Linked DNA regions of Mus musculus: region 2 is linked to region 1. The links are chromatin contacts, called in public promoter capture Hi-C maps. All regions are on one chromosome and are shown on one strand. The core of a region is the stretch at or near the end of the contact, and the rest is flanking DNA. Distances in the headings are between cores, read along the strand shown. Region 1 holds the start of P2ry10b (purinergic receptor P2Y, G-protein coupled 10B). Region 2 has its middle 17 kb from the start of Itm2a.

The links. Promoter capture Hi-C pulls out the DNA fragments that hold promoters and counts their contacts.
Region 2: a contact with region 1 is called in a promoter capture Hi-C map of pre-B cells. The contact joins the enhancer-like site here to the promoter of P2ry10b in region 1. A contact is called at or near these places in 10 of 39 promoter capture datasets (the C10 cell line, the HPC-7 cell line, cranial neural crest and 5 more), 2 of 15 datasets of contacts at CTCF or cohesin (large pre-B cells and pro-B cells), 19 of 484 Hi-C or Micro-C datasets (the BV-2 cell line, the Ba/F3 cell line, the C10 cell line and 14 more), 6 of 115 datasets of contacts at active chromatin or transcription factors (acute myeloid leukemia, bone marrow-derived dendritic cells, embryonic limb bud and 3 more) and 1 of 9 other capture datasets (adipose tissue).

Annotation. Positions count from the first base shown.
Region 1 is chrX:107,145,844-107,152,649 of GRCm38.p6, forward strand. P2ry10b (purinergic receptor P2Y, G-protein coupled 10B) reads left to right here and starts at 3,084. Exons shown (of 2, transcript NM_001122596.1): 1 at 3,084-3,304.
Region 2 is chrX:107,417,210-107,423,401 of GRCm38.p6, forward strand. No RefSeq gene overlaps it. Among named protein-coding and RNA genes, the nearest start is that of Itm2a, 17 kb to the left of the region's middle. Within about 2 kb of position 4,267, at least 11 of the 459 cell types and tissues checked have an H3K27ac peak or open chromatin away from gene starts, as enhancers often do. A contact at or near this core is called in thymic regulatory T cells, where this site is marked.

The DNA.
Region 1 (6,806 bases), core at 1,834-4,333:
TCCCCTATTTATGCATCCTAGCGCCAACTTTTTGGGTTTCCTCAGAAACCAGGTAAGTAAAAAAGGACCATGGTGGAGTGGAGAGAGGATCTCTAGAAAGGATGATAGTAGGTGCTATGGAGAGAGAAATAGTCAAAAATGGAAGAAACCTTAATTGGGGAGAGGGGATGAGAGAGGGAAAAAGAAGGGATAAATAACACTAAGAATATTTGAAGAAGCCATAGTAATGCATTTTTCATGTTTACTTAAAATACATACACAGCCACACAGAAGCAAAACACACACACACACACACACACACACACACACACACACACAATTTAAATGAAGTTATATCACTTGGGGTGATAATTGTCACTCCATAGACTACCTAATAAAAACCTCAGTGCCAGGCATTGGAAAAACCTCCCTCAGATTGTTGGCCAATGAAGTCCAAGAGATAACCCCAAAACAACAGCTATTTCTATTGCTCTTGGTTGCTTCCTAGAACATAAAGGTAAAACCATGTTGCTCAAGACACCTCAAACTTTGGATACAAAGTTTAGAAATTCTTGTGTTAGAACTGACCTGGGAGCCTCTTCTTCACTTACCTTTTCACACAATATTGAAAGGTCCTACTCAAACTGCTTTAGGAGAAAAGCAATCAGTAGCCCTACTGAACAGTAAAGCTTGTGGACCACAAAAACGACCTTGTAATACTTCTTGGGTCTGTGGAATTTGTTTGTTGCTGGGACATGGAAGAATTTGTAATTTTTGACACTTGAATGTCTTAGATATAGTTTTTCCTTTTTAATTTTTTATTGGACATCTTCTTTATTTCCATTTCAAATGTTATCCCCTTTCATGGTCCCCCTCCAGAAAACCCTTAACCCTTTCCCTCCCCCTGCTTCTATCCAACCTCCATTGGTGATCTCTTGCTCCAATGGTTGCCTGAGAGCATCCACCTCTGTATTTGTCAGGCTCTTAGCCAACCATTGTATTTGGCAGAACCTCTCAGGAGACAGCTATATCAGGCTCCTGTCAGCAAGCACTTCTTGGCATCCACAATAATGTCTGGGTTTGGTGACTGTATATGGGATGGAATCCCAGATGGGACAGTCTCTGGATGGTCATTCCTTCAGTCTCTGCTCCACACTTTGTGTCTGTAACTCTTCCCATGGGCATTTTGTTCCCCTTTCTAAGGAGGACTGAAGCACCTAAACTTTGGTCTTCCTTCTTCTTGAGCTTCATGTGGTCTGTGAATTGTATCTTGGGTATTCTGAGCTTTGGGGCTAATATCAACTTATCAGTGAAACCATACCATGTGTGTTCTTTTGTGACTGGGTTACTTCCCTCAGGATGGCATTTTCAAGTTCCATCCATTTGCCTGAAAATTTCATGAACTCATTGTTTTTAATAGTTGAGTAGTACTCCATTGTGTAAATGTACCACATTTTTTTTGTATCCATTCCTCTGTTGAGGGACATGTTGGTCCTTTCTAGTTCTGGAAATTATAAATAAGGCTGCTATGAATGTAGTGGAGCACGTGTCCTTATTACATATTGGAGCATCTTCTGGGTATATGCCTAGGAGTGGTATAGCTGGGTCTTCAGGTAGTACTATGTCCAATTTTCTGAGGAACTGCCAGAGTGATTTCCAGAGTGGTTATACCAGCTTGCAATCCCACCAACAATGGAGGAGTGTTCCTCTTTCTCCACATCCTCGCCAGCATCTGCTGTCATCTGAGTTTTAATCTTAGCTATTCTAACTGGTATGAGGTAGAATCTCTAATGAGTCCCTCCAATTGGAGTTTGAAAGAAAAAAAAAAAAACCTGTTAAGAGATGTAGCCAGCAGTCGCCTGGTTCATCAGGTTTCAAGGGGGGCAGGGAACAAGGACTCTTATCTCTCAAGTACTGGTAATTTGAGTGGTAATTTGGTCAGAAATCTAGCCTCATGCTACCTATCTTCTGAGTCCCTGAGTGCATTTGAATGAAAGGATAATAGTCTAATTTGCTTATTACGGTGAAAAGGTGCAGAGGAAGGCACACATCCATTGCTGATTTTGGATATAATATAACCAGTCACTTCTAACTTATGCCCCTTTGGTTCCCTTGCCTTAGAGCATTGCACATTAAACTATGAGTGAGGACAAAACAAAACCGATCAAAAACTTTCTCCCATAAGTTGCTTTTGTGGGTATTTTATCACAGCAATAGGAAAGAATCTAAGATATCCAGGTACTAATTCTGGCTTTGCTTGCTTTACTTTTTAGGGTAATTACTTCTTTTTTCCTTTTGAGGCTTCATGCCTCATAGCAACATCATCCTCATTTGCTTTTCCTGATATAATATAAGAAAATAGAAACTGCTATATGAAAAGGGAAAGGTACAGAATAAAATACATTTCCAGGGATCCTCATAGTGTCTTAGTTACTGAAACTTTAAAAGAGTAAAACAAAGGTCACTAAGGAGGAACTTTCAGTTCCAAAGCTTTGCTTTTGTTTTACTTCATGTTTTTAAATGAAAGTCTGCAAGTGACTACTACCTAACCATTTTAGTGGGGCTATAAGATTACAAAATCCTAAAAGGTTGTATTTGAGATCCTTACCAATCCATTCTGAGAAACTGTAATGCTTTTCAGGCATTTCACTTCTTCTCCAGATATGCTTAAAGCTACCCTAATAATATCTTTACAATATAATTTTAAGAACTTAATGTGTTACTATTGTTTAAGTATATGAAGACACAATTCTTAACCTCAAAGAAGACCACAAATCACACATTAGGTCATCTCTTTTATGTGACCTTACTAATCACCACCTTTTTGGTGATTTCAAATTCTTCCATTTGGGTGACCAATAAGATTTGTCCTAACTCCCAAAGAAGTTTTTATTATTACCATTGCTTAATTCCTAAAACAGACAATATGGCAAAATGTAGCTAATTTGGAAATATTGACCTCATATAGCCAGCCTGAAAATCATATGTGACTCAGACATATGCCTGCATGCTCATAGAAAGGGGGGGAAAAAAGGAAGAAGAAAGATGATGATAGAATAAGTTGGGCGTGTGCATAGCAGGAAGCTCAGTGCATTCTTGACACATTCTCTTTCGAAGTACCATAGCAAAGGCACATGACCGTTTATGTCTTTAGATGGAAACATTAGCCATTGTAGTCATGGGATGTAATGATATCTAGAAGCACAGTATCTTTTATAAGTTTAGGAAACTGTGGTGTAGTTAGCTAGATAGTAGCCTTCTGAGTCCTGGGAATGGATTTCTCTAAGAAGTAGATGCCGGAAGATTGCAGCAGAAAGAAGCCATGGTAAGGAATTAAATATGATGGGAAAAAATGGGGAATCAATATAAAATTGATACTTACTGCTTTCTGTAAAAACGCAATTAGGATTTTATAAACATAAGAATTGATTTTTCAATGGTAAATAAAATTCTAACAGTTAAACTGGCTTTTTGCATAGCCCACAATTTAAATGTTCAGAATAGACTGAGACAACGACTGTAATACGTGGCAAATTAAAGTCAGATACTCTGTTCCTGATTGAAGAAGTGTACAAATCATGGAAACTCTGAATTTATCAAAGCCAAAATTTGAATTTACTTTGCCCACAATATCCTCTGAGGCAAAGGCTTTCCCAAACAACTGAGTGATGCTGACAGACAGTTCTACCTCCCATTAGAGGTAAACGATTTTGTTTTTTTTTCCTGTTTTGCTGAATAAACTACGTTACTTCCTCTTCTAGCTGTAAAAGCCTGCAGTTCACTACAGGATATCTGGGTAGAAAGGGTAAGGTTCTTGGCTTTCTCTTCATACATTCAAAAATAGAACTAAAAAGCCTCTGTGAATTGAAAACGACAGTGTGATTTTCTGCTGCTTCCACTGAAAACTTAATTCTGAGTCTGCTAATATCTTACCTTTGGGGGGATATATTGTTATGAAGAATGGAGACTTCAGTGAGGTAATATCTATTTATAAGTTTAAGTGGTTAAAATGTTCGCTGAAACTGCTGCATGCTTTCTGAGAGGAAATGTGGCTGTCTAGATAGAAAGCTCCTTTCTCTACAATTTAGCATGCCACTGACAAAAACCAGGGGTTCAGACTTGTAGTAAACATTGCTTCTAACAATTCTGTGTTAAAATTGAGATTGTGGTTCATTAAATGCATTTTTGTTAGTGTGAGCCAACGGGAGAAAATAAACTTACAATTTTAAACCCATGGTTTGTGTCAACCAAATTAAAGCAGCATTCAAGTAGTAAATGCATCTAAGTGCCTTAATCTTTTCATAAGATGAGACTTGACATGTTTTCTCAGATTGGGACATTTTCCATGCATGCATTTTCCGGTGGGATGTGATGGCTTCAAATAGCACAAAAGGATTTTCATCAAGCCCTAGAACTTAGCACAGCTGTCGAGTCTCAATGGGGCTGATTCTCAGCTTACGATGAACATTTCTTTGGATGTATTTTTAATTTGAGAACATGGGAAGCATTTTCAGAAGGCGTTCCAAACATTTTGCTGTCTTTTTTAGAAGGAATTCCTTCTGTGGTTTTAAAAAAACGTGTTCTTTTTAAAGTCTGCTAATTTCACATGTGGAATTTGATCCTTCTATATGTAAAATTATCCACGTGTGTAAAATTACATGATTTTATGTGAGATTGTAAGCCTTAGTAAAATATGTTTAATGTATTTATTAGGAAAATATAAATAAAACCTATTTACATCAACATTTTCCTTCTCCTGAGATGAGGAAATCAGTGTATTTTGTACATATTTAATTTTCCCCAGAGTGAAGTGTTGAAGATAGTAAATAGCACCTTTAAAAAATTGTCCAAATGGAGTTTTTTTCTGTAAAAATTTAGGATAAATGCTTTATTGTACTACTGTTTTTTTCCAGTAACAAAATGAAACTAACAGCTGTAGACTACATGAGCGTGACTCACAGAATGGCACTATGTGTATATTATGGTTGCCAAGCGGCACCATACTGTCTGCTATTGAGAAAGCTTTGCCTAATCTCCCTGACCACAAGTATGGGTGGGGCTTTTTTCCTATAGCAAAGTTGTTCCAAAGTGACTGATACTGGGGCCAGTATATGAAATCCAGGCAGGCTAAGAAGCTGCAAAGCTCTGGGAACCTCAAGAAGGGCTGAAATCAGCAGCATTCCCTGGACAGACCCTCTTTAGAAACAGTTTTGGTGGGGTTGTGACAAAAGATGTCCTCAGAAAACTTAAAGTTCTGGGTGGAGTTTTCGCCACCAGACAGTTTCCCCTTCCCCCACTCCACCCAGGAAGTTTAATGAGAAGAAAGATCAGTTGTTCAAGTGGCTTTTGAGACTAGATGAGGGAAGAAGGAAATTAATCATCCGTGTGTCCCTAGCAGCAGACTTTTAACACAAAGTTGGAGCTTAGTAGGGACTAGATGTTTGCTGAATTGTAGAACCCTAGGGGAAGGGAGAGGTTTCTGTTGGCTGACTCTGTGCTGATGTCTTACTTTCTGCAGCTGTGAATGTGTGTGTCCTAGAAGGCTGAGAAAGAAATTATTCACTAGAGCATGAGACATTTTCCACTTGGTCAAACTTATTGCTCAAGATTGGAAAAATAATACTTGCCTGAAGTTTCTAGTGGTATAAAATTATAATATACCACTAGAGTTAGACTTACAAATTGGCAACTGCCTAGGCACATTATTCTGAGGCTGGGAAAGAAAAAAAAAAAGACAACACTTTGAACTGGAAGTGTTTCTCTCTGCCTTTAACCAGAAATGTCACTATGAATAAGCTAATCCAGAAGTTATTTATGGTCTCTCAAAGTTCTCCTTTCTTAAGACACAAGTGATTCTAATCATGGCAAAAGGTTAAGCTAGTGAAAAATTAGCTAATGAGTTTATAGGCTGAGTTTTTTGGTAGTTGGTAGATTTTTTTTTTTACAAACCAGGAAGGTCTACATTTTAAAACATACTAAGTAATTGAAAACAAGGTAAGGGAGCCAAAAGGAGAGACATTACAGCATAGAATAAAGAGACATTTTCTGACTTCACACATCCTGCCTACTTATTAACCAAGAGCATAGTTAAAATACATACTTAGATCACAACAGCTAAACATAGCTATAAATGTGGACACTGTCAATCATGGGTAAAAATTTCTTTTCTATGTTTGGAAATTTCAATCCCACTTCTTAAACTTTATTACAAATAAAGCATGTAGCATAATTTATTTTTACACTTTACATATATTTTCTATCATTTATTTTCCTCCTAAAATATATATTATATTGACAAATAGTGGTGTATGTTTATGAGCTACCATATGACCTTCTGATCACAGACTTACCTTCTTGGGGTAAAAATATTTATTTTAGCAATCTTGTCATATATGTTGCTATTTACTATGATCACCAGGCAATGAAGTTCATTGTTATAACATTTTCTGGTTTAACTTTTTACTTTTTGTTTTTGAAATTTTAGTGTCTTGAGACAGGGCTTCTCCTTGAAGCCCTAGTTGTTTTGGAACTTGCTCTGTAGAAGACCTGGCCTCAAAACTCAGAGATCCTCCTTCCTGAGTGCAATGATTAAAGGCATACATAACCAGGCCTGGCTAACGTTGTACACTTTAATTACCATTTCATTTTTTTTCTCTCCTCCCCCTAGTCTCTGGCAGTCATTTTCTATTCTCTGTTTTTAAGAAATCAATTTTTTTTAAATTTCACATATAAGTGAGATTATGGGGCATTTTAAAACCTGGTATATTTTCCTTGGTACATTGTCTTTCATTTCTACCCATTTTGTTGCATGTAATATAATTTTTTTC
Region 2 (6,192 bases), core at 3,017-5,516, 270 kb after region 1:
CCTTGACCTGTGTACTTTCTAGATACATGTTTCAAAATAAATAATGGAACGAAAAATCTGTGGTAAAATTTCAACATAAGAACGAGTTCACTTTTCAACACTTCCATAAGTGCTATTTCTTTTGAAAAATCATTTTCCACTCACTCTCTATGCCCTGAGAATAATTTGTTATGCTGATCTCCTATACAGCTAAGCCCCACATTTGGGACCTCAAGGCTGCCAGGGTATCCTTTTCATCCTTTCTCAAAAGAAAGGATCTGGCAGCTGCTGCACATAGAGCTGGCCCAACGGAATCACTTGCTATTTTCTGTAGAGCAAGTGAGGTAGGGACTGGATTTCCTGGTTCCTGCTGTGTGCCGTGACTATGTTGATGAGCCATAACAAATCAGACAAACTGCACATTTTTGTCTTGTCTGATTTGACTGCACTCAGATAAAGTTTCTATTTTACTAGGCTCAATGACCTTTCCCCTTCTGCTGTTGTGTTTCTCCCAAACAAAGAACTTTCTTCCACGTGACTATTGTTAGTATCTGAATTAACAGTAAATTCTTTAACATCTACTCCTGTTCCCTGTGGTGACTTATTGTTTGAAACTCCCTCAAAGGGCTGATAATTTTCCAGAAAATATTTATAATCCCAGAAAGAGATAATCTATCATAAAAGATAGTATAACATTGGCATATAGATAGAAAAGCTCTTAAGAATCACTTACAATCACTAAACTAAACTATATGGGACACAATGTCATTGTAATGAAGAGGACAATACCATTGGTTTCAAAATCATGACCATTTAACCAAATGAATAAAATTCAATCCTTTCTCTTTCCATGTTACAGCTACCACAGACTGAATACATCAATAGTGAACATGGATTGCCTTTTTGTGACTGTAGTTTGGAGTTCTTAAACATTTTAAAAATATTTACCACTTGAATGTCATCCTAATTCATGAATTATGTTTATTTCTCTATGAAGTCATCATGTGCCTTGATCATCTTTTCACTCTGTGTAAATGAACTTATAAGACTATCTCAAAGAAGTTCGATTTTTCAAAGTTACAAGACTGAATACCTTCAATAGGACAAATTTTCAGAGGGTCACAACATTGATGACATCTACTGTTGATATAAGGAAAATATCAATAGAATATATATATATATATATATATATATATATATATATATATATAGTATTTGGGATTGATGGTTGGATGTTTCAAGTGAGAAAAAAATAGGGAGCCATAGTTTTATCTATCCATGTTTTAAACACCCCGCAATGAAACTTTTGGTAGGCGTCTTAGTATTTTTTCATCTTGTATAGTAACAGCATTGCTTCCCATATCAAGGGATACAATTGATATTAAGGATCTTTTTAAGTGAAAAATTACCATGTATTTAAACTTTTTATTTTCAACAATATACTATCAAAATGTCACTGGAATATAAAAGCTTATACACAAATAGTCATAGCAACTTTATTCATAAACATAGTCAAAGGTTAGAACTAACTCACATGTCCATAACCTGAGAAGTAAATAAACAAAATGTGGTACATTGTATTTGAATATACATAAAAAGAAGACTGTTTAGCTCCCCCCAAAAAGAATGGAATATTTCCACAGGCTACAATGTGAGATGAAACTGTATTATAAGGTAACAATTGATCCCACCTTATATGTGATAGCATCATGAGTAATATAAATATAAAGAATAAGGCAAATAGAATTAAAAAGTAGAATAATGAGTATCGAAAGCAGAAGTGAAGGAATGATGGCGATTAACTGCTGTGTAATGTGGCATTTCCTTTAAGGAAGATGAATATATTCTGGGATTAGAAAGTGGTAATAGATGCATAACCACTTGAATAGACTAAAAGTCACCAAGTTATAACCCATTAAGAGCTAAATGTTATTGTATGTGAACAAAATATAAAACAACATTTCAAAGGCATGCGATGCTAGTTTTTTTTAGCAGAAATATTGTACAGCATATTGTATAACTCTCACGGCAAAGCAGATGCAGTAGAAATGAATAAAACAAATCCTCCATTCCTCTTCTGGGTGTGGAAACAACTACAGATCTGCATTATTTCTTTAAGCCACACCATCATCCACACTGGTAGACAGGAAGTAGATTTTAGAATTGTTTCAGAAAACACATTAACTGGTATGTGTGTGTGTGTGTATGTGCGTGTGTGTGTGTGCGTGTGCGCATTCATAGTCTCTCCTTTCATCCACATTACCTCTGCTCACAGTGATGCCATGAATTTCTGGCTACCTAGTCTTGAGTATATACTCAGACTCATGTAAGGCAATGAGTTCATTTGTTTATAATAGCATTTGCCTTTGACTATGATCAGCAAGTTTGACTGTCCTTCTTATTCACTCATCATATCCCTGATTAACTGTTATGTATTTAGAGTTGTCTGTACTATGTTTGAGCATTTGACCTACAGATCAGATCACATCAGATATGTTTTACTCAGGCAATCCCAGAAGAATGTGTACTCCAAAAATATATAATACGGTACCCAAGAGTAATTATGGAGAAGAACTATGATTCATTTGGACGTATAAAGTGTATGCAGTCTGTCATGAGTCTATATACATTGAATACAGAAATATCAAAGACATTTCTGTACTTTTTATTTTAATATGAAATGTTAAAATTAATTTCCAAGTATTTAAAATTAATAGGTAAAAAAATAAAAAATGAGCTATATCCAGTAGCCTGTTGCTATAGAGATGATGCGAGCAAAATTATAGCAAAATATTCATTTTTCATGGGAGTATATACTAGAGAGGGAGTACTCAAGTCACTTATTTGCAATTTCATGTGATAAGGGCAAATATTAGCCCTATAGTGATGAAAAAGGTTATGTGGTCTTACAGTAACAAGACTGTTTCCAATTATCTAGAGAGTCTTCAGTTCTCTACATTCCTTTGGGTAGACTTAGCCACAGGAACATTGGAATACAAATATTATTCCTTGATTTGATTCCAAGAGAAGCAATTGAATCACAAAATGGAAAGGACAAGAACCAAGAATTAACTGACCTTTTTTTTTCCCTCTGCTGGATATAGTCAACTTATTCAGATACTACATATCTACTTTTGTGAAACCTATTATACTTTTTATGAGGAGAGTGAGACTCCATGAATTTCTCTGTCACTCAATTTTAGAAAACCATTAGTGACTTTTTAGGTTTATTTCTTTTGTTTCCCAACAATTGAAAGTTAAAAATTGTGCAGGAGTTCTAGGAAGGAGGCTCAATAGGTAGTGCATTTACTTCTTAAATATGAAGATATGAGTTTGGACTTTACAGATGTATGTACATATGTAGAAGCCATACATACATACATGCCTCTTAATTTGGGAATTACAGGGCCAGCAATCCTGGACAAAATAGCAAAAGCCCAGTTCATATGTGATCCTCCCTCAAGCAAAAAGATGGACATCATCTGAATACTAATACCTGAAGTTGTCCTTTGTTTTCCACACTCACATGTGTGTGAGCGCACACACACACACACACACACACACACACACAGTTAAAGAGAGTATTATATTAAATGACTTTTATTGTTCTCCAAATGCTTTAAAGAAAGATATAGTACAAGCCTATGTCATGAGGCTTACTTTAAAGAAACAACAACACCCAGCAAGTCCCAAACAATTGCATAATACTGAGTCAGTTTTTATGTTAATATGATAAAAAATAAAGGATGTTTTAAAGGATAGAATGGGGAGGTAGAAGAGGCTATTTCGTCTCTAAGTGGGTCGTTATCTAGGAGAAATGCATCACAGACGAGAGTTGCTGTCAAGTTCACATAGTCTAATTTCAGCACTAATCCCTAAGTTGGTATTTTTTTAGATGGTTGATAAAATATGTAGATTTCAATGGTTTTACTATTTATGTATATTTGATGTGTTTGTTGGTGGTGTAAGATAATTAACAAATGTATGTGAATACATTTGAATATATGCACATACTCAATTTGAGCATATATTTGGCCTAAAATTCAGACTGACCAAAAACTGGAATTTGTAAATTCATAGAACTTCATGTTACTTTTCAAAATAATTTGTTGAATTGTAGATAGGTGTTGTATAAAATTTCAATACAGAGTATGTTTTGTGACATGATGATGCATATGTATGTTTCTATGTTTTTTTGATTTTTCTTTTTTAGTTGTGGGTTGTGTACAGGAAGTAGTGAGAACATTCAATGAAAATCTTAAGAGGAAATGACTTACATGCGTGGCTGGCTAAGACACCTGGAAACTTGAGAAAACTTGATGCTAATTTGGTATGCAGTAGGTATACTTGAAATATATCTTAAATCTGTCCTCCGGTTTTACAGTTTTCTGTACAGAGATAGTGGTAGATAACAGAACAAAAGCAAATGCAATGTGTAAAATCAAAAGAAAGCAAGTATCTAAGAAAGAGCTGTGAATGTGACTAACTTCAAAGTCAACCTGTCAAAGATTTTACTTTTAATTACAAAGAGTAGTGCTGTATTTGACTAATGCTCTGACAGGTATATTTCAAACAAATCCAATGTGACTTAACTTTATGTCTATTATATTTTATAGAACAAATTGGATCGTTGAGTAGATTAAATTCCACAAAGCAATGATAATTTCATATATATTATGATCAAGCTTTAAGTAAATGAATTGGAAGACCATTGAGAGGTCTTACCTTCATGTGTACCATACTGACGAATTGTCACACTTCTGGATCAGGGCACAATGGAGCAGGAAGTACAAAAGTAATATTTGCTCACTTATGCCTAATAATTACTCTAAATGGAAAATTTATATAAATTAACATTCCCATATCACATTGGATTTTACTTTACTTTTGCTTTACTTTCCTCCCTGCTGCGAAATAAAGTATATGCTAATGATCTTTAATAGAAATTGCATTCTTTCACTGTTTCAATTTTATGCTAAATTGACATTTATATATAAGATAATATACTCACAGTTCTCACTCATTGTTTAACAATACTGCCCAGATAAACCAATTATTTTTGTTTTGATTTGTTCCTCTTTACCCTTCCTATAGTTCAGGAAGCTAGAGTTTTCAACTTGTAGCCAATTTCATTTGTATTCATATCTGCATTTACCATTTGCCTTGGATAGAAATTATCTTTAAATAAAAATTTCTTTGAATATGAATTATAAAAAATGCCTATAAATTTTAAAATTATTGATAAACCTTGGTGGACATGTTTTTAAAAATAAGAATCATCCAGAGAAAAAGACAATTAACTGTTTGGAACCCATGAACACTATCAGATAGTTACTCAAAAGTTAAAATCTTTAGTTTTGGTAACAAATGGAATATATTTGCTCATCACTCTAATTATGGCTTACACTTACTTTGTCATCATAATCAAATTATTAGATGCCAAGTTTAATTGACGCTTGTGCAGGCAAATGGATGGAACTAGGAAATATCCTGACTGAGGTAACTCAGACCCAAAAGGACATACACTGTATCTACTCACTAATAAGTGGATATTAGCCGAAGAAGAAGAAGAAGAAGAAGAAGAAGAAGAAGAAGAAGAAGAAGAAGAAGAAGAAGAAGAAGAAGAAGAAGAAGACCTAAGATACAGTCCACAGAACTCAAAAGGGTCAACAAGCTGAAGGGCCCAAGTGAGGATGCCTCAGTCCCACTTGGGAGGGAGAAGAAAGCATTCACAAGTGGGGAGGGAGGGGGAGACCTGGGAGGGAAACTGGATGGGGGGAAGGGAGAGGTGAACCTGATCTAGTACTGGGTGAGGGAAAAGGACTGAAGTCCTGAGGGCCAGCGGAAAGAATGGAAACAGGCAACCTCAGGTAGGAGGTTTGGGGGACCCTCCAAAAATGTACAAGAGACCTGGGTGGTGAGAGACTCTTAGAATTCAAAGGGAGGGACCTTAGATGAAATGCTCAACAGTAGGTAGAGGGAACTTATAGAGTCCACCCCCGGCAGGAAGACAGGGCATTAAATGAGAGCGGGGGGGGGGGGGTTGCCATCCCACAGTCAAAACTCTGACCTATAATTAATTGTTCCTGTCTGAATGAGCTACAAGGATGGTAATGCAGAGGATCCTGAGGAAAAGAAGGTCTAACAACAGGCCCAAAGTCGGATCCTGCTTAGGGTGGAGGTTTCAAGGTGTGACACTATTACTGAGGCTAT